Linked DNA regions of Drosophila melanogaster: region 1 is linked to region 2. The links are chromatin contacts, called in public Hi-C maps. All regions are on one chromosome and are shown on one strand. The core of a region is the stretch at or near the end of the contact, and the rest is flanking DNA. Distances in the headings are between cores, read along the strand shown. Region 1 holds the start of lncRNA:CR46119 (long non-coding RNA:CR46119). Region 2 holds the start of CAH5 (Carbonic anhydrase 5).

The links. A called contact is a pair of places that touch in the nucleus more often than the background predicts.
Region 1: a contact with region 2 is called in a Hi-C map of the Kc167 cell line, with 2.3 times the contacts expected there. The contact joins the promoter of lncRNA:CR46119 here to the promoter of CAH5 in region 2. A contact is called at or near these places in 3 of 107 Hi-C or Micro-C datasets (the Clone 8 cell line, the Kc167 cell line and embryo).

The regions. Positions count from the first base shown.
Region 1 is chr3R:31,567,805-31,573,242 of dm6, forward strand. It overlaps lncRNA:CR46119 (long non-coding RNA:CR46119), which reads right to left and starts at 3,477. Exons shown (of 1, transcript NR_133499.1): 1 at 3,179-3,477. It overlaps gammaCOP (Coat Protein (coatomer) gamma), which reads left to right and starts at 4,339. Exons shown (of 5, transcript NM_170553.2): 1 at 4,339-5,352. The coding sequence starts at 4,642. It overlaps lncRNA:CR46120 (long non-coding RNA:CR46120), which reads left to right and starts at 299. Exons shown (of 1, transcript NR_133498.1): 1 at 299-1,293.
Region 2 is chr3R:31,259,276-31,264,519 of dm6, forward strand. It overlaps CAH5 (Carbonic anhydrase 5), which reads left to right and starts at 3,323. Exons shown (of 5, transcript NM_001104518.3): 1 at 3,323-3,473; 2 at 3,530-3,681; 3 at 3,738-3,828; 4 at 3,885-4,298; 5 at 4,352-4,603. The coding sequence starts at 3,413. The coding sequence ends at 4,542. It overlaps CAH16 (Carbonic anhydrase 16), which reads left to right and starts at 972. Exons shown (of 5, transcript NM_144019.2): 1 at 972-1,198; 2 at 1,395-1,489; 3 at 1,555-1,645; 4 at 1,707-1,963; 5 at 2,027-2,392. The coding sequence starts at 1,132. The coding sequence ends at 2,371. CAH6 (Carbonic anhydrase 6) reads left to right here. Exons shown (of 5, transcript NM_001104517.1): 4 at 1-98; 5 at 389-774. The coding sequence ends at 757.

The DNA.
Region 1 (5,438 bases), core at 2,227-4,726, 310 kb after region 2:
AAATTTCGCCTCCAATACGAGTCGGGGAAATGAAGGAGAAGTCGGGGAGGAAATGGAAAGCCCGCCGATGAACAACAAAGCCAAAGACAGACCATCTCGCAGTTGGTATTTTCGAATACTCTTCCCGGAAAAATTTAAAATCAGATGAAAATTTCTACCATAAATATTCAAATCATAGGAACTTTTTGTAAATTTTAAATATACAGTTAAAATAGTTTTTTTTTTGTATTGCTAAAATATGGTGTATCTGTACTATAATTTTTCCTTTCCTATCGATTTGCCCAACCTTCCTGCCAGGCCATTGAGACAGACTGACAAAGCTGGAATCTAGCACTTGAAGCGACGAGTGGCAAACGTTTTCCCGTTTACTATTTTCCATTTTCCGATACCAAAGTGGCAAAAGCCTGAAAGCGAGGACGGTGGCTGGTTACTTTTCATTTCGACAACTCCTTCAGCTTGTCCTGCTCATTAGCAATTGCCCGGCATGGCAGCCAAACAGCTGTCCCTGTTAGCCAGTTTTCACCTAATTAAGCAAACAAAAAGCAAACGTGTGGGAAACTGGTCGGGGAGATAACTTTCCCCGCCCCAGAAAACACACGCCCATGTCCCCGAATATATCCCACAGGCTAATGCTAATTGCCACGAACATGGGGCTAAGTAGCCAATGGAATGCAGCCGAAAACATTTGTCTCTAATTGCGGTTCAGCCCAATTGGGCAGGCGAAATTAAATTAAATGCAGCCGAAAACAAACAAGCGAGGCAGCCAACCCCGAGATGCCCAGGAGAAGCTGAGAAGATTCCACGGCGGCCACAACAATTTGTGCAAAAATACAAATTGGAACATTTGCGGAGGCGCAGGCGTGTAGTAGGCAATACTGTGAGAATTTATGGCCCTGCTCTGGGGTCACTACCGGGATAACATCTGGATGGCTAGCTTGCTGGCTGGCAAGGCCCAACTCGGAGGAACTGGAGGAACTAGAGGAGCTGACGCGTCGTGCGCAATGCGCATGCTTACCTAGCCGCTTTCAAACAAAACTGAAAACCGAAACGGGTAAGGACATTGACCGGGAACGATGCAAACTCTAGGCAGACAGCCGATTGCGGCAGTCGGCGGAGGAGGAAAGCCATTTAAAATTAGTGAAATGGTTCAGTACCGTTGAAGACCGGCGGAAAAACAATTAATAATTGCAATATATCTCTGGAATCTTGGGCATTTGCAGTTACCACAGGGGTCACTTCACTTCACTTCTTTCCAGTTGCAGAACTTTGATTGCCTGCGCCAAATTCTAGCCCAACTACCTTACATAAAGATGATTAGCACATGTTTATATCTCTGATCATAACGACCCATAATAGTTTGTTTTAGTCTTGGAAAATGTTGAGCAAATATTTATGATTTACTTTATGGCAGTTTACCTCATGGCCATGTTCATATTTATTTTTTTCACGTTAAAGTCGTTAAACGATAGGTGTTAGCAGTCAGCTTCAATCCTATGACTGGGTTAATAGGCAAAGTAAAATTCTGAAAAGTATGGAGAGAAAGCGTCCTAAAATTCCAAAGCCATTCGAAAAAGACTAGCCACTTGTATGTCTTAATACTACCGATAAACGATCTACGGCCTATTACAGCTAATGAAGTGCTAAAGAAAGCCATAAATATATCCGAATCTCTTTCGAGGCATTCAAATATTGGGAAAGGCCCTTAGACCTTAGTGCTCCTGCAATAATCGCAAGGTCTAGACATTTAAGCGTAACCCCTATAAATTTAATTAAAGCCAAATCTTCTGTTGGCCTTCGCTTCCGCCTAACGGACTGTGGGACTTTTGCTTTCCGCATGCTGTGTTCTTTTCCCCTTTTTCCTTTTTTTTATGGGCTTGGCTTTGGCCTAGCCGCATCTTGAAGAGGGAACACGGAGGCTGGGGAATAGAGGATGGCTTGCTTGTTGGGGGCGTGCGTGAAAATTGCTGGAGTGCACAAGGAAGGCCGCCGGCTGCCCTCTCTCACGTTGCAGGACAAGAATCGCAGTAAGTGATTACGTAACCAGGGCATTGTACGCAGCATATGTTTTGGGTTTCCTCCTTGGACTCTTCTGCTAGCCATTGGAATGGATTAGTCCGCAGTCGGAGGTTGGCTCTTATCAGCCAATCAATGGGCGAGAGGAAGCTGCGGCAAAATAATTTATTCACAACCATTATGCGCTGCGAATTTATGCCACTTCCTGGTGGAACCACTACAAATAGCCTTTTAAAATGCGATAAAAATAGCGCCAAGGGGTCTGCAGTGCACAGCCAGTCAAGGAAGATGCACCAGACCAGGGTGCTGGGTTCGAGATGATGGGGCGTGGCCACTTGGCAATGACTCTCAAGCATGAAACCGTAAAATGGCTTTTCAATAAACCCGGCTGCGGGAGGAGGGGAACTGCCAGATGGAGCTGGGAAACTGGCGAAACAATGCGACAAATATTTGAATATGTTAATTAGTCTGTTGTTCCTGCCGTTGCCCGTTTTCTGGGCACGATCAGTTCGTTCTTCTTCTATCGCTGGACGTGCATCGGCGCAGTCTAATTTCATGTGTTGCCATCTTGTTAGCACACCGGTGAAGTTCTCGGTCGGGATGGGGGAGGTTCCGACCTGGAATCCGAACTTGCAACCGTTTTGCATCTTTCGCACCAGGCACACTAACGAATGCAAGTGCTTAGAGATTCATATTCGTACTTATGATAGGTATGCAGGTTGGCCCACACACACACCAGTCGGCCATAAAGCTGCCAATGGCCGGCCGAGAGCAACTGACAGCATCAGCCTTGTGGAGTCACAGGCCACCAGCGGATCGGGATCTCTACTTCCATCCTAGCGAAACACCAAACCCTGAGTATCCCATCCCCGCCCGCATTCCTTGCCATTTGCACGCAAAGCTAACTGCGGATTACAGTCGAAGTTCGATGGGGGACAAGAAGATTCCGAAAGTATACACCACTTGCTACTGCTCGTCGAAATCATTCCTGATGTACATTCATATATAGGTAATCAATTAGGAAAACTTTGAAACACGTCTGTTTGGAAATCAGAACAAACCCAGTCTTGGTACAAGAGGTACCCCAGAATGAATGACGCTGTTGTGGGGGAGCGTTGCACAAATTGGAGTTCTACTGTTGGCTGGCATCCAGCCTGAAACTCACCTGTGGCTCACTCCTTGCGTGCGCCGACGTCTCAACTCTTGCTCCGACTTTGGCCTTAGGTTCGCTCCGACTTGGCTTCAACTTGGGATTCGTGGCTTTGTAGGTGTTTCCAGGGGCCACAGCTGATGCCTTGACAGCTACTAAATTCTCCGCCCGTCTGACGCACACGTTCCTTGTCCAATTTTGGGCACCAGGCGGATTTTCCTCCTGGCCGGCGCTTATCGCCTGGCCATAAATTCATGCTGTAGGTGTCTCGATCTTTTCGGTTTCTTTCTTTTTTGGCTTTTTAGCGTTTTGGCGGAGGTCCTCGCCTCGTGGACACGCAATGAAGCTGTTTCTTCGTGCGCCGGAATTTCCCCGCGGCATGCAAAATGCAATTAACGGCACTTGCAGTGCGCCGGAAATTGACAATTCAATATAATGGGTTCCTTGTTTTCGCTAATTGGTGGTGCTTATGCACGCATAAATTAAGTAAACACAATACGAAGTCGTATTTAATTGGTCAAAACAAACTAGAGCTGACAAAAAAGCTGGCGTCCATTTTGTTAACAGGATCAACACTCGATTAAATTAGGAAAAGTAATCGGTACTTAACGGTCACGAGATCTATCGATCAGAACTTCCCCTCCAGCAAATCATAAATGTACTAATAGCGTATATTATAAATATAAACGAAGTTATTATCTAACTAAAAATTCATCGCATTGATCAGCCTTCGCAATCTTCGTCACAATTCCGGCCAATGCCCATTTAAAAAACGAATCAAACTAATGGTAAAAAATTATGAAAATGTAAATAAAATTTAAAACATTATTATATTCATACAATTTCTTAGCAATTTCGTTATAAAGTTAACGTGGAGCAAATTCAAAGCTTAGCTATTTTTCCGCCCATTCATAATCGATAATCTATCGATAAATACAATCGAACCAGTAAGTGAATCTCAACTAGTTCCTTTTCAATCCAGTGAAGAAACAAGAAATTTTAAGAACAAAAAAAACTACCAGATCTCGGTGTCGAGTTAATTGAAAACTGAAAGTTATAATGTGCAGAATCGGCGAATATATACTGCCTACAAAACGCAGAAAAAAGGTTGTCTTTTAAAGATAAGAACAACATCGGAGCTATCGATACTTAACTGGAGTTTTCACATCGATAACAGATGAACCAACTGGGCACCGCTGAGTGACGTGTAAGCGCAGCCAGAAAACCATTTCAATTGTTTTACCCACAATTTAACCGAAAGTTGCAAGACAATGGGTTCGTTCCGCCGCGAGAAAGATGATGAGGAGGACGGTAAGTAGCAAGCTAGCACCTGGAGCCAAGTTGTCCGCCGACCAGCGAAGCCAATCGAAGACAACCCAGTTGCTTGAAGGTGCTCCGCTGGCACAGACACACACTCACACACCCACTAACCCGACAAAGTCGAGAAAAATCGAGGTTTCCCTAAATTGACTGAGAACATGAACTATTTTTCCCTTACCTCGCACAAAAAACATCGCGGCCATCCGTCAGCAGGACCGAGCAATGCGTACCAGAACCTGGAAAAAACCTCGGTGCTTCAGGAGACGCGCACCTTCAATGAGACGCCGGTGAACCCAAGGAAGTGCATCCACATCCTGACCAAAATCCTGTACCTGATTAATCAGGGTGAGCAGCTTGTGGCCCGCGAGGCCACCGACTGCTTTTTTGCGATGACGAAGCTCTTCCAATCTAAGGACGTGGTGCTGCGTCGTATGGTATACCTGGGCATCAAGGAGCTGAGCTCCATTGCCGAGGACGTCATCATCGTGACTAGCTCGCTAACGAAGGATATGACCGGCAAGGAAGACCTGTACAGGGCCGCCGCAATCCGGGCCTTGTGCAGCATCACGGATAACACCATGTTGCAGGCCGTGGAGCGCTACATGAAGCAGTGCATTGTTGACAAAAACGCGGCAGTTTCTTGTGCTGCATTGGTCAGTTCTTTGAGATTGGCCAACACTGCCGGCGACGTGGTCAAGAGGTGGGCAAACGAGGCCCAGGAGGCTTTGAACAGCGACAACATTATGGTACAGTACCACGCGTTGGGTCTGCTCTACCATATCCGCAAGTCGGATCGGCTGGCTGTCTCCAAGTTGGTCAACAAGCTGACCAGAGGATCTCTAAAGAGTCCCTATGCCGTTTGCATGCTGGTAAGTGAAGTCTGAACCCAAACTTTTCTTAATGAAATGGATATGCACTTATTCCCTTTAAAGTGACATCTGACTAATTTCGTTTT
Region 2 (5,244 bases), core at 2,073-4,572:
ACATTGTCCACCGAAATGAGAAGTATGGAGATATCGATGAGGCGAAAAACAAGAAAGATGGCATTGCTGTTATTGGAGTCATGCTGAAAATCGTAAAGGTGAGTATCTATCTATCTATTTTTCTTAGGTCAGTAATCGTACAAGGGGTTGTTGTACCGAGAAACCAGGTGCAATCTAATCCAACGTGATGGAACGATGATGCAATGAAAATCTTCACCGTAAAACTAAATTTGCCATAGAAAAATAAACGTGCCAATACGTCACTTTCAGATGAATATTCTTTCATCGTTTTTTTCTGCTTATATGAATCAATCATTTGAACACAAAGACGGTTCAAAATTTCATTAGGAGTTTGTAACAAATAATTTGTGTATATTTTTTTTTACAGAATCCCAATCGCATATTTCCGGGATTGAGCAAAGTGATGAGTGCGTTGCCGCGGGTGACGAAGTACAACGCGAAGACGACCATTCCGGGCGGACTAAGTCTTGGACAGATGCTTGGAAACGTGAATCCCCGGGACTTCTTCACCTACCGTGGATCCCTGACCACGCCCCTTTGCGAGCAGTCTGTCACCTGGACGGTGTTCTCCCAGGTTCTGCCCGTACCCTATTCGTCGGTGTCGAAATTCTGGAAACTGCGAGACTCCGAGGGCCACAGACTGATCAACAATTTCCGGGACATACAGCCGCGAAATGGGCGCCCAGTGTTCTACAGGATCGGAAAGGATCTGAGTGGGGCCTATCTGGGAAAGTGATGCTAATGTAACTCGACTAAGTTCCGTATTTATTATAGTTTTTAAGACAAATAAATTATTTCATCTGTTGTAAGCTATTCTCCCTCGTACCTACCGTTTTTCACTCTTGGCGTTCCAAATCAGATCCGATACGGTGGGAAATCGTTGCAAATCTCACCTGAACCGAGAGTAATCGAACTATTTGTGATACGCTCCAGTTGGATGTAGTCTTTAGTCGGAGCTGCAGCCAAGTTAGCATATCTCCCGCGCATTGACATCGGAAGAACTAAGTAAAATCCACACCGACGAGCGACATAAGACACACGAGTTATCAATTAATTGCAATAATAATAATAGCATTGCAATCGTAGCAATCACAACTGAAATTCACAACAATGCAGGCGATTGCGTTTCACAAACTGTTACTACTGCTTCCGCTGGCGTTTTATCAATCAACAAATGGTAAATCAAATGCCAGAAGTTATATGTATATTTGCATATGTGGGAAACTTGGCGAGTTCTGACGAATTAGAGACATTCAAAAGAATAAATAAGCATTTCAATTTCAAATCAATTTAGCAGTCCATTATGAGTACTAAACAAGGCAGTTAAAAGTAGAATAAACTAATCATTTGCTTCCTTCACTTGAAACTTGCAGGTATGGAGTGGAATTACCTGAAGAATGGCAAGGATTGGGAGGACCTCTGCTCCTCCGGAAAACACCAATCGCCGATTTTGTTGGATTCTAGAACGGTAAGCAGTATACCAAACTTATTTTTATGTTTTTTTTTTTAATGTTTTCTCGTACTTACTGGTAGGCGCGCAAGTGGGTCTTACCTGGGATCACTTTCTGGCATTATTATAGGCTGCTTAAGCGTCCGTTTTACATCAGAAACAATGGGCACTCCAGTAGGCTTTATATAGTGGTTAGTAGTTCAAAACTGAGCGCAACTAATTGCAATATTGGTAGTTAGCTTGGACATTCCCGTGACGAGCAATGGAAGGAAGCCCTTCATAACCGGCGGCCGTTTGAAGGGTCGTTACTATGCCGATGGACTTCACTTCCATTGGGGGTCCTACAAATCCCGCGGATCCGAGCACTTGATTAACAAGCGCCGATTCGACGCAGAAATCCATATTGTCCATCGGAACGAGAAGTACAGAAATATTGCACAAGCCGTCCGTCAGAAAGATGGTTTGGCTGTTGTCGCAATCATGGTGGCTATTGTTAGGGTAATCCATGATAGAAATGATGTGTGAAGAATTCATGTTCCTTGAATTTACTTTTAGAAGGACAATGCGAAATCCACACCTTTGTCCAGGCTCATGGAGGCAGTCGTACGGGTGCCGATCGAAGACTCGAACGCCACTGTTTTTGGCCAATCAAGCTTGGATCAGTTGATCGGAGGTGTGAGTCACAGGGACTTCTTCACCTACGAGGGCTCACTGACCACGCCCCTCTGCGACGAGACTGTCACCTGGATTGTTTTCACCGAGACTACGACTGTCACCATGTCATCCGTCTCAAAGTTTTGGCTGTTGCGAGACCACTGGGGCCACAGGCTGATCAACAATTATCGGATTGTCCAAGATCTAAACAATCGCACTGTGTTCTATAAGAAGAGAATGTCATAAAAGTCATAAGTTATAAGAACTAAATACAACACTCTCCTGTACTAACCACCACTTCATGTTACTGAGATACATAAGTGCTACAATCTCGAGTAAGTAAGCTTTGTCCCAAAACTGGAACAAAGACCGAAGACGAAGGTTTCCGTAGTGCAAGTCGATCCAGATGCTATTTGAGTTTTGCTCAAGTTGTTACAACAGCTGTTAGTCTTTGAGCTATAAAATTGTGATAGAAGCACACCTTTGTTGAACAATCAAAAATCTATAGTTTAGCCAAATGGTGTATGTAGAGTGCATTAATCTGAAGTATTAGAAGTAGTAGTAGTAGTAGTAGTGTGGAAAGTTGTATTTGTTAACCAAGATCAGTAAGGGCAATGCCTTGGTTGAACTATCAGAAAAGCGCCTAATGAGTTTACCTGCCATCCAGACAGGTAATTTAGCAATTGCCCTGATAGATTAGGGATTCCAACTAATAATAGGAAACATATTAGTATTATCTTTATATTATAAAAAGTATAAATTTATACAAAAGTCTAAGAACTCGAGCCTACCTCAAGCTGTGAGTCGTTGGCTCATTCGGTGGGCGTTGATTAATAGTGAAGTGATTCACTGGATTTGGAAACCACCCATCGCAATGATTCAAGCGACGTGATGGCGATCCGCCTCCTTGCACTATTTAAATCTGATTCAGAGCAATCAGGGATTCTTCGATCAATCTGCCATGCAGAGGGAATGTAAGAGAGTGGAGAGGATTCATTAGTTACGGGCTCAGTGTCTTGGCCACAGTCAAAGTCAATTATGAAGCTGGTTTGGCAACCGCAAAGCTGTTAAGCCATTTGCAATTTGAATGTAAATTGCGCCCATAGGCTGGCTAAGCCGATTGCGCTTATCAGCCCCTTATGCACACCCATATAGAAGTTATGGCAGTTTTCCCTGCACTTGCTGGTATAAATGGTCCTGTTTGTGGCCGAGAAACTCACAGTCTGATTGGAATCTCCAAGGCGAACGGATCTGAAAGTAATCAACCGAAAAGTTCTTTTCCCTACAATGTTTTCTATCGGTTTTTGCTGGCTTCTAGCCATTTGCGGATGCACTTTTGCCTATATAGGTGAGTTTACAGGCCCTTAGTTATATCGCAATATAATCGCTGGAATAAATGTGCAGAGATACCGGAGGCCTATCTAACTGCCATCAGGCAGGATCGGGCGGATGAGCAGGCGGCAGGCGAGTACAACTACGATGAGCAGGGCGATGACTGGACGGGAACGTGCCAAAGCGGGGAGAACCAGTCACCCATAGATTTGATTTTTGAAGATGTAAGTTTCCGACGGGTAATCTATTTTAAAGTGTTGCTAACTTTTTATCTAAATAGTCGAAAATTGTGGCCATTCCCCGTCTGCGTTTCAACAACTATGATCAGCCATTGCAAACCCCCTTGGTGATTACCAATAATGGGCACACAGGTGGGAAGCTATCAAATAACATAACATGCTTGTGAACTAATTTGAGATTTGGATAGCCAACATGGTGATACCGCAAACTCGAGGTGGCCAGCGGCCCTCTATTAATGGCAGTCTCTTGCCCGGGAATTTCGAGGCCCAGAGTGTCCACTTCCATTGGGGATCGCGGGAGGCCAAGGGATCGGAACATGCCATCAACTTCCAGCGCTATGACGTGGAAATGCACATCGTTCATAAGAACACCATATATGAGACGATGGGCGAGGCAACCATGCATCCCGATGGCCTGGCCGTTCTGGGGGTTATGTTCAGGGCGGTGGATCGGCAGACCTCGCAGCACTACGGACTCAACAAGATCTTTAACCAGCTGCCGAGAATCGTGCAGTATAACTCCAATGCCACGATAACCGGCAGACTGACGGTGGGCCAGTTGCTGGGTAATATTGTGACTGGAGAGTTCTTTACGTACAATGGTAAGTAAGGGTAATCACATAAAGATCCTTGGTTCTCATTGAAGATTTCTTAGGATCTCTGACCACACCAGATTGTGCCGAAGCGGTCACCTGGACTGTGTTTCCCGACGTTCTGGACTATCCGCGTCGCCAGATCACAAAACTGTGGAACCTCAGAGACTCACGACAAAGGCCCCTCATCAATAATTATCGCAGCATTCAGGACACCAATAGCAGAGATGTCTATTACCGAACCATTCAATAAAAATATTCACGTAATTAAGTACCCCTTTTTCTTGATTTATTAAATATTATATACATCACCCATTCATTTTTGGAATTACGACATTTGATTAGAAAATTTGTATCTTACTAAGGAATCGGCTTACTTAAAAACAAGTTAAGCAATTTCACTAAAGGGAGTTCCGGTGCTTGGAACTCGAGTTCATTTCGACAATAACTCATTTGTTGCTAAAAGCTTGTTATCGAAGGTCAGTATTCACATAACTTTTCATTTCCTATAAAGAAAAAAGGTTTTGTGAGTAATGAAGGGCGTCAAAAGGGTTTCTTAGCATTCAGCTCATAACAGAGTGTCTTCCACCTAAAAGTATGCTATACTTTGATGTGCTTAGTTGTGATTTGGCCAAAATGCTTGACTCGCAGCTAAAATACGGATAGGTTTGGAGAGTAAAGTTACTAGCTTTTATGACATTCTAGTATTCCAGTTCTTAAGTGATCTTCATTTACCAAAAATATTGATAATTCGGGGCCTAGTTCTGACACCATATGCATGGAGAATCGTATCGTTGACTTTTAAAATGTACCTATTTAATTATTCAATCAGTAAGACACACACGATTTTTATAATTGTACGCAAATATTCAGACAGGAAATCTAAGGCAAATATTGAGAATCAATTTAGCAGAGGTCCCTTTCGGAGGAAGTGCCTGCTCGAAGCGAAACATCC